Regions from separate parts of the Triticum aestivum genome. Here region 1 is linked to region 2. A link is a contact called in public Hi-C data. All regions are on one chromosome and are shown on one strand. Each heading gives the region's core, a stretch centred on a gene start, on an enhancer-like site or on the middle of the called end of the contact. The rest is flanking DNA. Distances are from core to core; before and after follow the strand shown. Region 1 holds the start of LOC123085225 (transmembrane 9 superfamily member 3). Region 2 holds the start of LOC123085221.

Region 1 (6,118 bases), core at 1,110-3,609, 690 kb before region 2:
GTGTTGTAGAGAGGGGAATGAGGGGGCAGCAGTTAATGTTTGTGTCTGGGTTGGGCTTGTGCTGTAATTGGTAGTATCTTTTAAGTTGGCCTATAAATTCGTATTTCCGAGTCGATGATCCTGAGAGTTGATTTTTTATCCAATAGAGATTGAGTAGTTGCGCATTTTGAAGCTGTACAGAACTTGGTCGACTGAGAATTATAAATAGTTATTTCTTGGGTGACTTAGAAATAACAACCTATTCTTTCTAAGTTAAAAAATACCAGGGATACTTTGAGATACATGTACCTTAGTGTACCCCCACTCTTCTCTACTGAGTGCCAATGATTAGATGTAACCGTGGACCAGTCCATCATGACGGGATGCCATTTGTAAGAACTTGAGAATAGTGGGGCACTTGGTTTCAAAAGACCCGGGTGGGTACTGTTTTCAGTCACTATTTTGGCGCAGGCTCATTCTGGTTGTAATTTAAGCTCACTAACAAACTGAAACAATCAGGCAGGAAGGAGTTTAGAGTTACACACAAATATGTGCACTTGTAATTTGAAAGGAAACAGTATTCTTTAAGAAAAACTCCTGGTTTCAAGAATGAGAACGACGTCCTTCATTTATTTGTCCAACTTTGACACTTTTGACTGTTTGAGCTTAAGTATTGATAGTCATTTATTTCTGTGTGCATATTACTTCTAAAAATATTTGTTTCAATATTACAGGATGATTTTGAAGCTGCCATAACTTACTACCACAAGGTGAGTTTTTGTGTTCAGCCTTGTTGACTGTAAATGTTTTCATTGAGCTCTATCATCCAATAAGTTCGGGCAACAAAATGACTTTCTCTGTAAAATATATATTCACTGAAATCTCATTTTGTTTCCACGTCGTGTATAATCCATGGTTCCGTAACAAGGAACCAATAGAACAACAGACATGCTTCAAATTGGAACCAGCATATATTTCTTCAGTTTTATTATGCTTTTGTCAACAAGAGGTTGGAGTTGGACTAGGATTTTTCTTACATCTGCGTTTCTTTCAGGCTCTATGGTTGAAACCAGACGACCAGTTTTGCACTGACATGCTAACATTAGCTCTCGAGACCAGTTGCCAAAGCACCGCTCGGAGAAAATAGTTTAGGCATGATAGCTGTTTGCAAATTGCAAAAGCGCTGTTGTAACTTAAATGGGTGTTGCTCTGACATCAAATCCATTCATTTGTAGCCAATTGTTGTAAAGTCATATCTGTAGTATGTAATCGCTCTCAAGTTCATATGTAACCACCCAGACAGATTCTGGATTTGTGGTGCAATATTGAGATTTTGCTGAAATTTTCCAATGTAAATATTACAATTATTTTTAACAGGCAATGTCGTCCATGAATATCCTGTACTTTATTTTGTTACTTATTTCCCCCTTCTGTTGAGCAGTTATGTGGACCCTGACGCGGAATACTATCGTTTATTCGGGGGTTGACTAAAGTTCCGTTTGGGATATTGTGATTTCATTAATTAGCGTGGTAAGATGCATATAGATTTCCCTGCAAAAAAAAGAGATGCATATATATTCTTGTGCCCGTTTCCCTACTTTTGGATTCTTTTTGATACAACTTACCACATAGCACGTGGTTAGATTCTTGTGTCCTTGGTAAGACCTGTCAGTCTTGATGGTTCGATTTTGACTGAGTTCAGGTCAAACTGAAGGGGGTAATTTAGAGCCATTCTGAACAAAGAAGTAGCGCTAAGTGTGCTCACTAATTCCAGTCTCGTTGTGATTGAAACTTTTTCATCATGTGTTTTTTATCGTGTTCATCTTAAACGGTACGGTGCTGATTTCTGAAAGATTGCAATCTAACGGACGGGGTTTTGAATCTCCATCGTCTAGATTTCGGGTGAAAACCCGTCGTCCTTATAGCACCGCCCTTTTTATTGTGTGTGGATCTGGAAATGTTGTCTGTTTTCTACTAGGAGCCTTTCCATGGTGTGTCCAATTATGAAATCCCTTTTTCTGTTTTTAGGAGGCTGTCGGTGGTTGTGCCTTAGGACGCAAAACGCGAGTTCATTGATAATTAACTAACTACTAGCAGTAGTATAGTATACTATGGGCGTAACGAGATTTGATAATGCGGTCAGGCCAAAAAGGTGGTAAAGAGACTTGCACCAGACTCCTCCACCCGGGGGAGCCAGAGCGACCGACGCGTCGACCAAATTGTGGGTTCGCTAGCTGACCAATGCGCACAAAGGCGAGCCAATCGAGTGGCACATCGCCACCTTCCGCCACCACCCAACCCAACCCAACCCAACCATCACGAGAGAGAGAGAGTGAGGATAAAAAAAAAAGAGAACGCCATCCGAGAAGGACCTGAGCCAAACCCACCCCGCGGCCAGAGGCCAGAGCCAGATCTCCTTCCATCCTTCCTTCCTCCTCCGGCGCCCTCTTCTATTTCTATTAAGAAGGAAGGAAAGCAAGCAGGGCGCCACTCAGATCTCTCCGCCCCTTCCTCGCCCCCCTCGTGCCCCCCACCCTCTCGTCAACGCCGCCCCGCCCGAGGAGAGGAGGAAGGACGAGCCATGGCATCGCCGGCCGCGCGCGCGGCCTCGGCGCTCCTCCTCCTGCTCGCCCTCGCCGTCGCCGGCGTCCTCTCCGACGGCTCCGACCACCGCTACAAGCTCGGCGACCCCGTCCCGCTCTACGCCAACAAGGTCGGCCCCTTCCACAACCCCAGGTCAGCCAGATCTCCCTCCCATCCCTCCCATCCCTCCCTCCCTCACCGAGATCCCTTTCGGTTCATTCCCTGTCCGTGCGTGGGGGGTCGTCGGATCCGTCGGGTTCCGCGGGAGAGTGCGCCGTGCCGTCTATTGCTCCGGTCTGATACAATGGTCTGGGTTGGAGGGTTTACGCTGCGTCACGATGGTCATCACCGCCTAGTTTCGGGGGAGATCTGGCGGAGAGCTCCGGGGGTGGTGGATTGGGCGGCATCGCAACTGGTTCAGTGCGCTCCGGATCTCCTTCACGTAGGCTTCTATTTATGTCTGTCTTCAGTAGAGTGTCGTTTGTTATTGGTTCGGGCGCCAATTTTGGATGTATCGAACGAACACTTTTGTCTGCAGCGTTAGGAACCGGATCTGTTTGCTAAAGCAGATTTCTGCCCCTCTACAAACGTAGTAATCCTCACGCCTTGCTTCCTTTCCTTGCAGCGAGACGTACCGCTACTTCGACCTCCCCTTCTGCTCCCCGGGTTAGTTCCTCACCATTCCGTCACTTGCTTGGTTTAGTAAGTTCTCTCTCGAACTATGTAATGCTTATTATGTGTGGCTTTGATTTCAGAGAAAGTGAAGGAGAAGAGCGAGGCCCTCGGCGAGGTCCTCAATGGGGATCGGTTGGTCGATGCACCCTACAAGCTTGATTTCCGCACGGATCATGATTCCAAGGCGGTTTGCCCCAAGAAGCTTACCAAGGAGGACGTGGCCAAGTTCCGGAATGCCGTAGCCAAGGACTACTACTTCCAGATGTACTACGATGATCTCCCATTGTGGGGATTCATCGGTAAGGTCGAGAAGGGAGGCAAGCCTGACCCGAGCGAGTGGAAGTACTACCTCTACAGGCACATTATCTTTGACATCCTCTACAACAACGACCGTGTCATTGAGATCAATGTGCATACCGACCAGAGTGCACTGGTTGACCTGACAGAGGACAAGGAGGTTAATGTGGACTTCCTTTACACTGTCAAGTGGAAGGAGACACCTACACCGTTCGAGAAGAGGATGGAGAAGTATTCCAGCTCCTCCAACATGCCGCATCACTTGGAGGTCCATTGGTTCTCCATTATAAATTCTTGTGTTACGGTCCTTCTCCTCACAGGGTTCTTGGCAACAATCCTCATGCGAGTTCTGAAGAATGATTTTGTTAAGTAAGTTTCCACCAAACTTCATTTATGTGAATAACCGATTCACTATTGCTTCTACAATGTTAAGTTTTGGTGTACCCCTACTGCATTGCCATACATTACAGAAACAAACAAACTCACGATATAGGCTTTGTTTTATTCCTCAGTTCTTACTGCAAAATACTCATATCTGAAAGACTGTTTAGGGCCTGTTTGAATAGTATTATTCCGATAACGCAGGGATATACTATTTTTTTTGCAATTGCAATGTCATGTGATTAAGTTTGCACCGAAGGTTGTTTGATTGCACCATAGGAAAAACAAAGGAATCTTTCCAATAGGTTTCAAGTCAATGGGTCAAGTCCTACAAATCAAACAGAAGGAAATTTCCTAAGAATCTTTTGAATTAAAGAGTCCCTCTATCTTTTGGCAATCTGTCATGGATATATTTGTTCTCTTGTCGTGAATGGATATATTCTCTTACATCCATTATTCCATTTATCGATCCAGCCTAATTGCTTCCAGCCAGCTCCACCATTGATTCTTCCAGCGCTTATTTCAGCCAGATGTTAGAGATGGCAAAAGTTACTGTCCCTAGATTCTAATTAGAAAAAAGATTTTACAGTCCCCTTCTAAGTTCTCTTGGGTTGCTACTTAGCTCAATTTGGTATGGCTGGATTGTTTTGAATGTCAGCTGGGCAAGCTTTGTGAATGATGTGCAAATCTAGTATCTTTATAGCATTCACATACAAATGTTTGGTCAGAATGCAAGGAAGCAACCTATTGACTGGTTATTAGTTTTTACCTTTAGGTCTATGCTTTATCCCTTATATTGGATGGTGTTCTGCAGTTGAGGATGTAGGTCGCTACATGATGTAGAATAAGTGTATGAAACAGATTACTTCATGGTCATATTCGTATTTTGCCCCTCTGTCTTTTGGCAATCTGTCATGGATATATTTGTTCTCTTGTTGTGAACGGATATATTCTCTTACATCCATTATTCCATTTATCGATCCAGCCTAATTGCGTCCAGCCAGCTCCACCATTGATTCTTCCAGTTATTTCAGCCAGGTGTTATAGAGATAGCAAAAGTTACTGTCACTAGGTTCTAATTAGGAAAAAGATCTTACAGTCCCCTTCTAAGTTTTCTCAGGTTGCTATTTAGCTCAATTTAGTATGGCTGGATTGTTTTGCATGTCAGCTGGGCAAGCTTCGCGAATGATGCGCAAATCTAGTAATGTAGCATTCACATACAATTGTTTGGTCAGAATGCAAGCAGGCAACCTATTGACTGGTTATTAGTTTTTACCTTTAGGCCTATGCTTTATCCCTCATATTTGGATGGTGTTCTGCAGTTGAGGATGTAGGCCGCTGCATGATGTAGAATAAGTGTATGAAACAGATTACATCATGGACATATTTGTATTTTTCCCATTCTATGATGTAATCTAGCAATGGATTGACTGTGATTTCCTCAGTTTTGGTCTTCTCTATTGATATATTAAGAGCATCGATTGCATTTCTTTTCTATGTTTCTGAACATCATATATATTATTTGAAGGTATGCCCATGATGAGGAAGCAGCTGATGACCAAGAAGAGTCTGGATGGAAGTATATTCATGGTGATGTCTTCCGGTTCCCCAAGAACAAGTCATTGTTTTCGGCTGCTCTTGGCACTGGAACTCAACTGTTTGCTCTGTAAGTGCTGATGCATTCTTTTTTGGCTTTTATACTATTACCATACCGTGCATAAAATAAAATCATTTAGTTATCCCTTGGATTGCACATATCTAATGATCTTATTTGGACATGGCAGAACAACCTTTATATTCCTGCTTGCCCTCGTTGGAGTATTCTACCCTTACAATCGTGGTGCCCTTTTCACCGCATTGGTCGTCATCTACGCACTCACCTCAGGAATTGCTGGTTACATTGCAACCTCTTTCTATTGCCAGCTAGAGGGAATGAACTGGGTATGTGTTGATATCCCTAGATTATTCTGTTTAGTTTGATATTTTTGAAAGCATGCATTATATTTGTTCTATAGTTCTAACACTATGATTTTATGCTTGTATTCTCAGGTGAGGAACTTGCTACTGACAGGATGCCTGTTTTGTGGACCTCTCTTCCTGACATTCTGTTTCTTGAACACTGTTGCCATTGCTTATAGTGCAACAGCAGCATTGCCGTTTGGCACCATCTGTGTCATTGTGCTGATCTGGACCTTAGTCACAT
Region 2 (6,268 bases), core at 865-3,364:
CGCCGGTTTTGACACCGACATCAGCCGCAAGTAGAAAAGTTTGCACGCCATTAATGAACTCGGGAGAGCATCGGTCATCGTACATCCATTGTCAGCTCATCTTTATTACACAACACCAAAAAGACCAAATTAATACAAGTTCATACATAAAGTTCATACAACACTTAAATGCAACATATAAATAGCTCTCTAGCTAAGAATTTAAATGCAACAACAAATGCGATCAAGATCGCAACTAAGGTAACAATTGATCCAACATCATAATGATATCAAGCCTCACTATGAATGGCATATTTTCTAATCTTTCTAATCTTCAAGCGCATTTTCTCCATCTTGATCTTGTGATCATCGACGACATTGGTAACATGCAATTCCAATTCCATCTTCTCCCCCTCAATTCTTTTCAATTTTTCTTTCAAATACTTGTTTTCTCTTTCAACTAAATTTAACCTCTCGACAATAGGGTCGGTTGGAATTTCCGGTTCACATACCTCCTAGATAAAAAAAACTATGTCAATTTGATGGGCATAATTTGTCATAAACACGAAATGCAACAAAATAGTTATAAAAGAAAATATACCACATCCGAATCATAACCCGGACGAGGGCCGAAGGGGGCGGATATCAAAACCATGGCACTATGAATAACAAACAACGTACGGGTAAGATAATTATACAAGTAACTATATATCTAAATCACACAAACATAAATTTTTTATATAAAAAAGATAAGAACAATAGGCTCACCAGAAGGTGGTGCCACGGTGCGGGCGATCGACGGTGGTTACGACGGAGATTTAGAAGCCACTAAGTAAACCACACCTACATATGCAAACTAAGTGTTATTTTGACCTCAAATTGCATATAAATCAAATACTACCACATATAATTCCTCCCAAATTACTAAAATCCACAAATTAATCACTATATAAACCATTGCAAGAGCTAATCTAGCAATGAGAGATGAAAGGACAAAGTTGCTAACCTTTGTGATCATTTGAATGGATGGGGGGTCTTCAAATCTTGACAAAATTTGGATAAATTTTGTGATGAGCTCGAGAGGAAGGGAAGAACAGAGGAGAGGGGAAAGGGGGAAGGAGCGAGCTCGGGTGGACGAAGGGTTTATATAGGGCGACCTTTAATACCGGTTCGTGGCATGAACCGGTACTAAAGGTGATGGTGGGGCCCTAGACTGACAACATCCTGCCACCACTCTCATTAGTACCGGTTCGTGGCACGAACCGGTGCTAAAAGTTCGGCAAGAACTGGTACTAATGAGAGCGGCCCGGCTAGCCGTTGAAACCGGCACTAATGGACACATTAGTGCCGGCTCAAATTCAAACCGGCACTAATGAGCTGAACATTTGACCCTTTTTCTACTAGTGATTCTGGAGGATTCTAATCCTTAGGAACTTTCCCTATGTGGGTTGTTTGATTTGTAGGATTGTAAACCATAGGAATTTTTTCATAGGATTCATTTGCACTAGATTTCATAGAAAATTTTCCATCCACTCAAACCTCTTTAAAAGAATCTTACCTTTTTCCTATGCACAATCAAACACTCATACAATCATGTAGGATTCAAGATAACATGCAACTCTAATCCCATGTTTTCTCTATTCCCGCGTTTTGAAAATCCTGCGAATCAAAGAGACCCTTATGTTGTGGTTTATATGAAATTTGGCATATCCATCACACACAACGTTTGAAGTTTTAGTTAATCACTAGCTTTATCATGTTGTTCGAAAGAGCTTTCATGTTGTACGCTTTTCGTTTCGACTCCATAAAGGAATAGATGCATAGTTATCTACTTTATTGTAACTCTGTGTATCATGTGTATCTATTAACTCTTAATCTGGTCATTGTATGCAACCAAGTGCCGCCTAGTTCATCAAACCAGCCCAACAACATGTCACTCTGCAGTCAGTCTATATACATCCTATCAAACTATGCACAAAACATGAATTTTGGCAGTATTTTACTCATTCATGTCCACCTCACAATGACCCTAAAATGATGCAACCTATCAAAACCGTCAGAAAGATCCACGGAGGTGGCACGTTCGGCGTATGGTCCTTCCCTTGGCTCCATGATGACTTTCTCCGAGAGAAAAAAAAAAGCAAAATCCGGCTCGGACGAGCTGACGAGCACGCTCTACGGCCTTCTAGAACCCTCCTCCCCTTTCCATAACAGAGTCGAACATCGCCATCACCTCCTTCCATTTGAGGCCTCCAGCCTCCGATCTATACCCCGATCGAGCCTCGCCGGACGGAGGCGCCCCCCATGCCACAGCCCTAGCGGCGTCAATCTCACCAGCCCAAACCCCGCCGCCCGCCCGCCATGTTCGGCGTCGTGTTCCCGGACCACACCTTCCCGCTGGACGCCACCGCCTTCGCGCAGGTCGCGCCGGCCTCCTGGCTCCTCGACCTCTCCACGCTGTCCCTCCCCTCCGCGCCCCGCTCCGCCGTCGTCTTCCTGCTCCCGCCCGCCGCGGCCGCGCTGCCCCCGGGCAAGGCCGTCGCCGTCTACTACCAGGCGGCCGCCAACCGCCCCTTCGCCTTCCTCGGCGCGCTCGGCCCCGCGCGCCCCTCCGCTGCCCTCCAGCTCCCGGAGGCCGGGGACGAGCCGGAGCCCCCCGCCGGGCCCGCCAAGCTGGGCGTCGCCGTGGAGGACGCCGCCGCGCTGCCCTCGCCCCCCGACGAGCAGCGCGCCGAGCGCGTCGCGCTCCGCGTCGGCGAGAACCTCTTCAATTTCATGCAGTCCTTCTGCGCCGCCGACGGCGGCAAGCTGGTGGTGCCCACGGATATCCTGGACCGCTGGTTCCGCAAGTTCCAGGAGAGGGCCAAGAAGGATCCCACCTATCTGAAAAGCTTTGACTTCTGAAACCAAAGCTTTAGGTATTCCTTCTCCTACTCTCAGTGTATTGGTTACTCCATTCTTAGGTTCCTTGGGTGCGAATTGGTACAGGAATGCTTAGTCTCATTGCAGTACTCCTGTACCAATTGGTGCGGAGTAGGAGTTACAAGGGCGACACCACCTCCCTGGTAGTTTAAGATCGTGATCTACAAGAGGGGCTGAGGGGGAGATGTCCTAAAAAGTGTAGTGTTCTTGGGCCTCTTAATTCGTCAGCTATGAGATCTGGTGTTAATTTTCATTGTTTGTGCGAGTTCATGACGTTGATTGCAGCATAATATGAATATGCCCCGGTGAGATGTGTGCTGATAGAAGCTTGATGTTAAATATATTATCCCTTTATGGAAAAATGTTGTTTTAAGAAGCACGTCTTGTGGGAGAGAGATTGGAGATTGAATGTTTGTGCGTACTGACGTGTAAACAATTTGGAACTACCAATTGCTTTAAATCTTGATTTAGTATTACAACTGAACCTAATTCGAATTGGATGTCAGCATGAAGTGTATGTTTTGAGGACGTATTAGATTCTTCGTTACTCATCTTTACTCCTGCAAATATAACGCCCTAGCCCAAATTTGATTAGTGCCTTGTGTGTATTACCCCTTGTCCCCTTCCAAGGGTTGATGTCACTGGCAACATACCACTAACTGGCAGATGCAGCATACTGCTAACTGGGAGATGTCTAGGATCACGCATCAGCACATACGTGGTGTCGTTGCCCTTCAAGAGCAACACTCACAGGTGGCCCATGCAGAGAGTTTGCTTTGATACAATCAAACTCGATCCGCCTAGCCTGGCAACCACCATGACCCCTCCATATCCTGAACTAAACCATTCAAGAAACATATCCGTAGAGCAATCTTGAGTTAAGGACTTACTCCCTCCGTCCGGAAATACTTGTCCTCGAAATGGATAAAATGGATGTATTTATAACTAAAATAAGTCTAGATACAACCATTTCGAGGACAAGTATTTCCGGACGGAGGGAGTACTAACTGAGAACCACGGATAGACACGCAAGCGTAACTACGGCACCTTGATAAGAAAGTGAAAAACCCATCTTTAAAATCTAATGTTCAGTTCTTCTCAGTAAATATAAATGTCTGATTGTTCCAACATAAATTATATAGTACCAATCAAATTGAACTTGTGCAAAATATGCTGCCAAAAAAATTATTTGATTCTAAATTTAATTAATTACCAGCTGGTAGTTGGGCACAAAGGAATTTACTTTTGCCATCCATGTTGAAGTATGGGCATAATTTTTTCCAAACCTTTGACGTACTACCCACTACAAGTGGAGTAATTGGGCCATCCGGAAGTGAAAAACCTATCTTTAAAATATAATATTCAATTCTTCTTGATAAAAATAAATGTCCGATGGTTCCAACATAAAATATACAGTACCAATCAAATTGAACTTGTGCAAAATATGCTGCCAAAAAATTGTTTGATTGTAAATTTACTTAATTACCAGCTGGTAGTTGGTTACAAAGGAATTTATTTTTGGCATCCATGTTCAAGTATGGCATATTATTTTGTCCAAACCATACTACCCACAACAAATGGAGTCATTGGGTCATAAGTGGATAACAAGGTTGTCCTGAAAACTCACGACAAATGGAGTCATTGGGTCATCCGCGGATAACAAGGTTGTCCTGAAAACCCACAACAAATGGAGTCATTGGGTCGTCCGTGGACAACAAGGTTGTCCTGAAAACTTATGTGGGCCATCAGCCAGGCGAAGAAACGGCATATTGGTTCAGCCTGCCCCCTCCAAAACTTCCGTGCAGAAAAAGAAGGGTAGAGTGTCTGAACTGAACGGTAGGCAGAAGCCACCGAGTACACTCCAGACGCTGTCCACGCCAGGATATTGTCCTGACTGGCCGCTGTGAGCTGTAGCTGCGGGGTGGGAATGTTGTGCAGAATTACATGTTAGATTGTTAAATATCTGTCCTCCGTGTCCCTATACATAAATGAGACTTGCTGAATGTTGGAGTTTTTTCTGGACTTGGTACCATTGTTGGGTAGGGTAGACATCTGGGGTATATAAATGTCAATCAGTGCGGTAACCTGTTCATCTTCTTTGTCTCCTTACAGGAGAGACCATCTCAAAATCTTGGCATGATCATATATGAGGATATGTTCTGCCTACCCTGAGTCTTGTGTATTCAACTGGATGTTATGGGTTCAGTACATATTTGAAACAAAAGCACGCCTGAATTTTTTTAGTTGGAATCCTGAACTGGTTTGTTCTGTGTGCTTGTGACATACGGTTATTTGAGTGTGATCAAGTGTTACTACTTTTCCAATCTCAGTGCAAGCCTAAATTATGCACCTTCTGCAAACTGAAAGTGTCTTTGCACCTTAGCTTCAGAAAAGGAAGACAGAAAAGTGTGCTTTTGTTTTGTCCATCTAATTTCTTGTCTGGATAGGAAGATGTGAACTAAAAAACAGGCTAAACTATGAGACTTTCACAAGCTTACTAAAATTTCTGTTCAACAGATTTGTGCCAAACCTATTATTTTGTGTGTCTATTTCTTTATTTGGTACACTGGACCATACCAGTTTATTTACTTTGTTTGGCTGTTATTTTGCAGGTTATATTGCAGTTGCTCTGCATGCATATGTGATGGGCAGGAGGATCGAGAGGATCCAGATCTCGATCCTCCTATGTGTTTGTTTGTACACGAACTAGCATGCCTTGTAGGGAGTAGACCAAATCAAGGTTGCCAATCCAGCCTCTGTCTATTTGACAGTTGTAGTGAGAGAAGCGTCAACAAAAACAGCCATAGTAGATTAGCTGGTGTAATGCAACAAACAACAGATCTTGTTAGCAAACTGTACAAAATTCCTTTGGTTAATCCTGAGCATTTTGTTCTAAATTTTCAGTCATTTTGTTCGAGTTACCACTTCCTCGAAGATTTTGGATGAAGACAGGTTTCTCGAAACCGGCAGATCTTCTGGTGAATCTTGTTGTGACTCGTGAGAAACTTTTGACTCGCTGATACATTCTTCCTTCAGCTTTCCTTTTTCTGTAGACCTGTAAAATCAGACGTGTGTAAGTTGTTTTAAGCCGGCATTCAGACAGGCACTGGCAGCGACGTATCTAGCTGCTGGAAACATATGAAATCCGTTCTGGAATTTTATAAGTACTCGGTGAGAAACATAAATTGTTTTTTTGACCAGAAAACAGTAGGGAAAATCCCTACTGCATGTCATTTTCATTAAAGTATAACCAAAGTGTCCAGTTACAAGTGCAATAGAGGGGTTGCACAGGGTCAGTGGGTGTTAGTAATTATTACATGAGTCTACTTATACACTATCTATCCATGATCTCATTCCTTCTTTGATG

The links. A called contact is a pair of places that touch in the nucleus more often than the background predicts.
Region 1: a Hi-C map of leaf shows a contact between it and region 2, with 6 times the contacts expected there. The contact joins the promoter of LOC123085225 here to the promoter of LOC123085221 in region 2. A contact is called at or near these places in 2 of 5 Hi-C or Micro-C datasets (both in leaf).

What each region holds. Positions count from the first base shown.
Region 1 is chr4A:74,125,920-74,132,037 of IWGSC CS RefSeq v2.1, reverse strand. It overlaps LOC123085225 (transmembrane 9 superfamily member 3), which reads left to right and starts at 2,359. Exons shown (of 7, transcript XM_044506849.1): 1 at 2,359-2,715; 2 at 3,188-3,228; 3 at 3,318-3,903; 4 at 5,444-5,581; 5 at 5,700-5,856; 6 at 5,965-6,118. The coding sequence starts at 2,561. LOC123085227 (anaphase-promoting complex subunit 6) reads left to right here. Exons shown (of 15, transcript XM_044506852.1): 14 at 714-749; 15 at 1,034-1,378. The coding sequence ends at 735.
Region 2 is chr4A:73,431,669-73,437,936 of IWGSC CS RefSeq v2.1, reverse strand. LOC123085221 reads left to right here and starts at 2,114. Exons shown (of 2, transcript XM_044506844.1): 1 at 2,114-2,897; 2 at 5,514-5,808. The coding sequence starts at 2,341. The coding sequence ends at 2,883.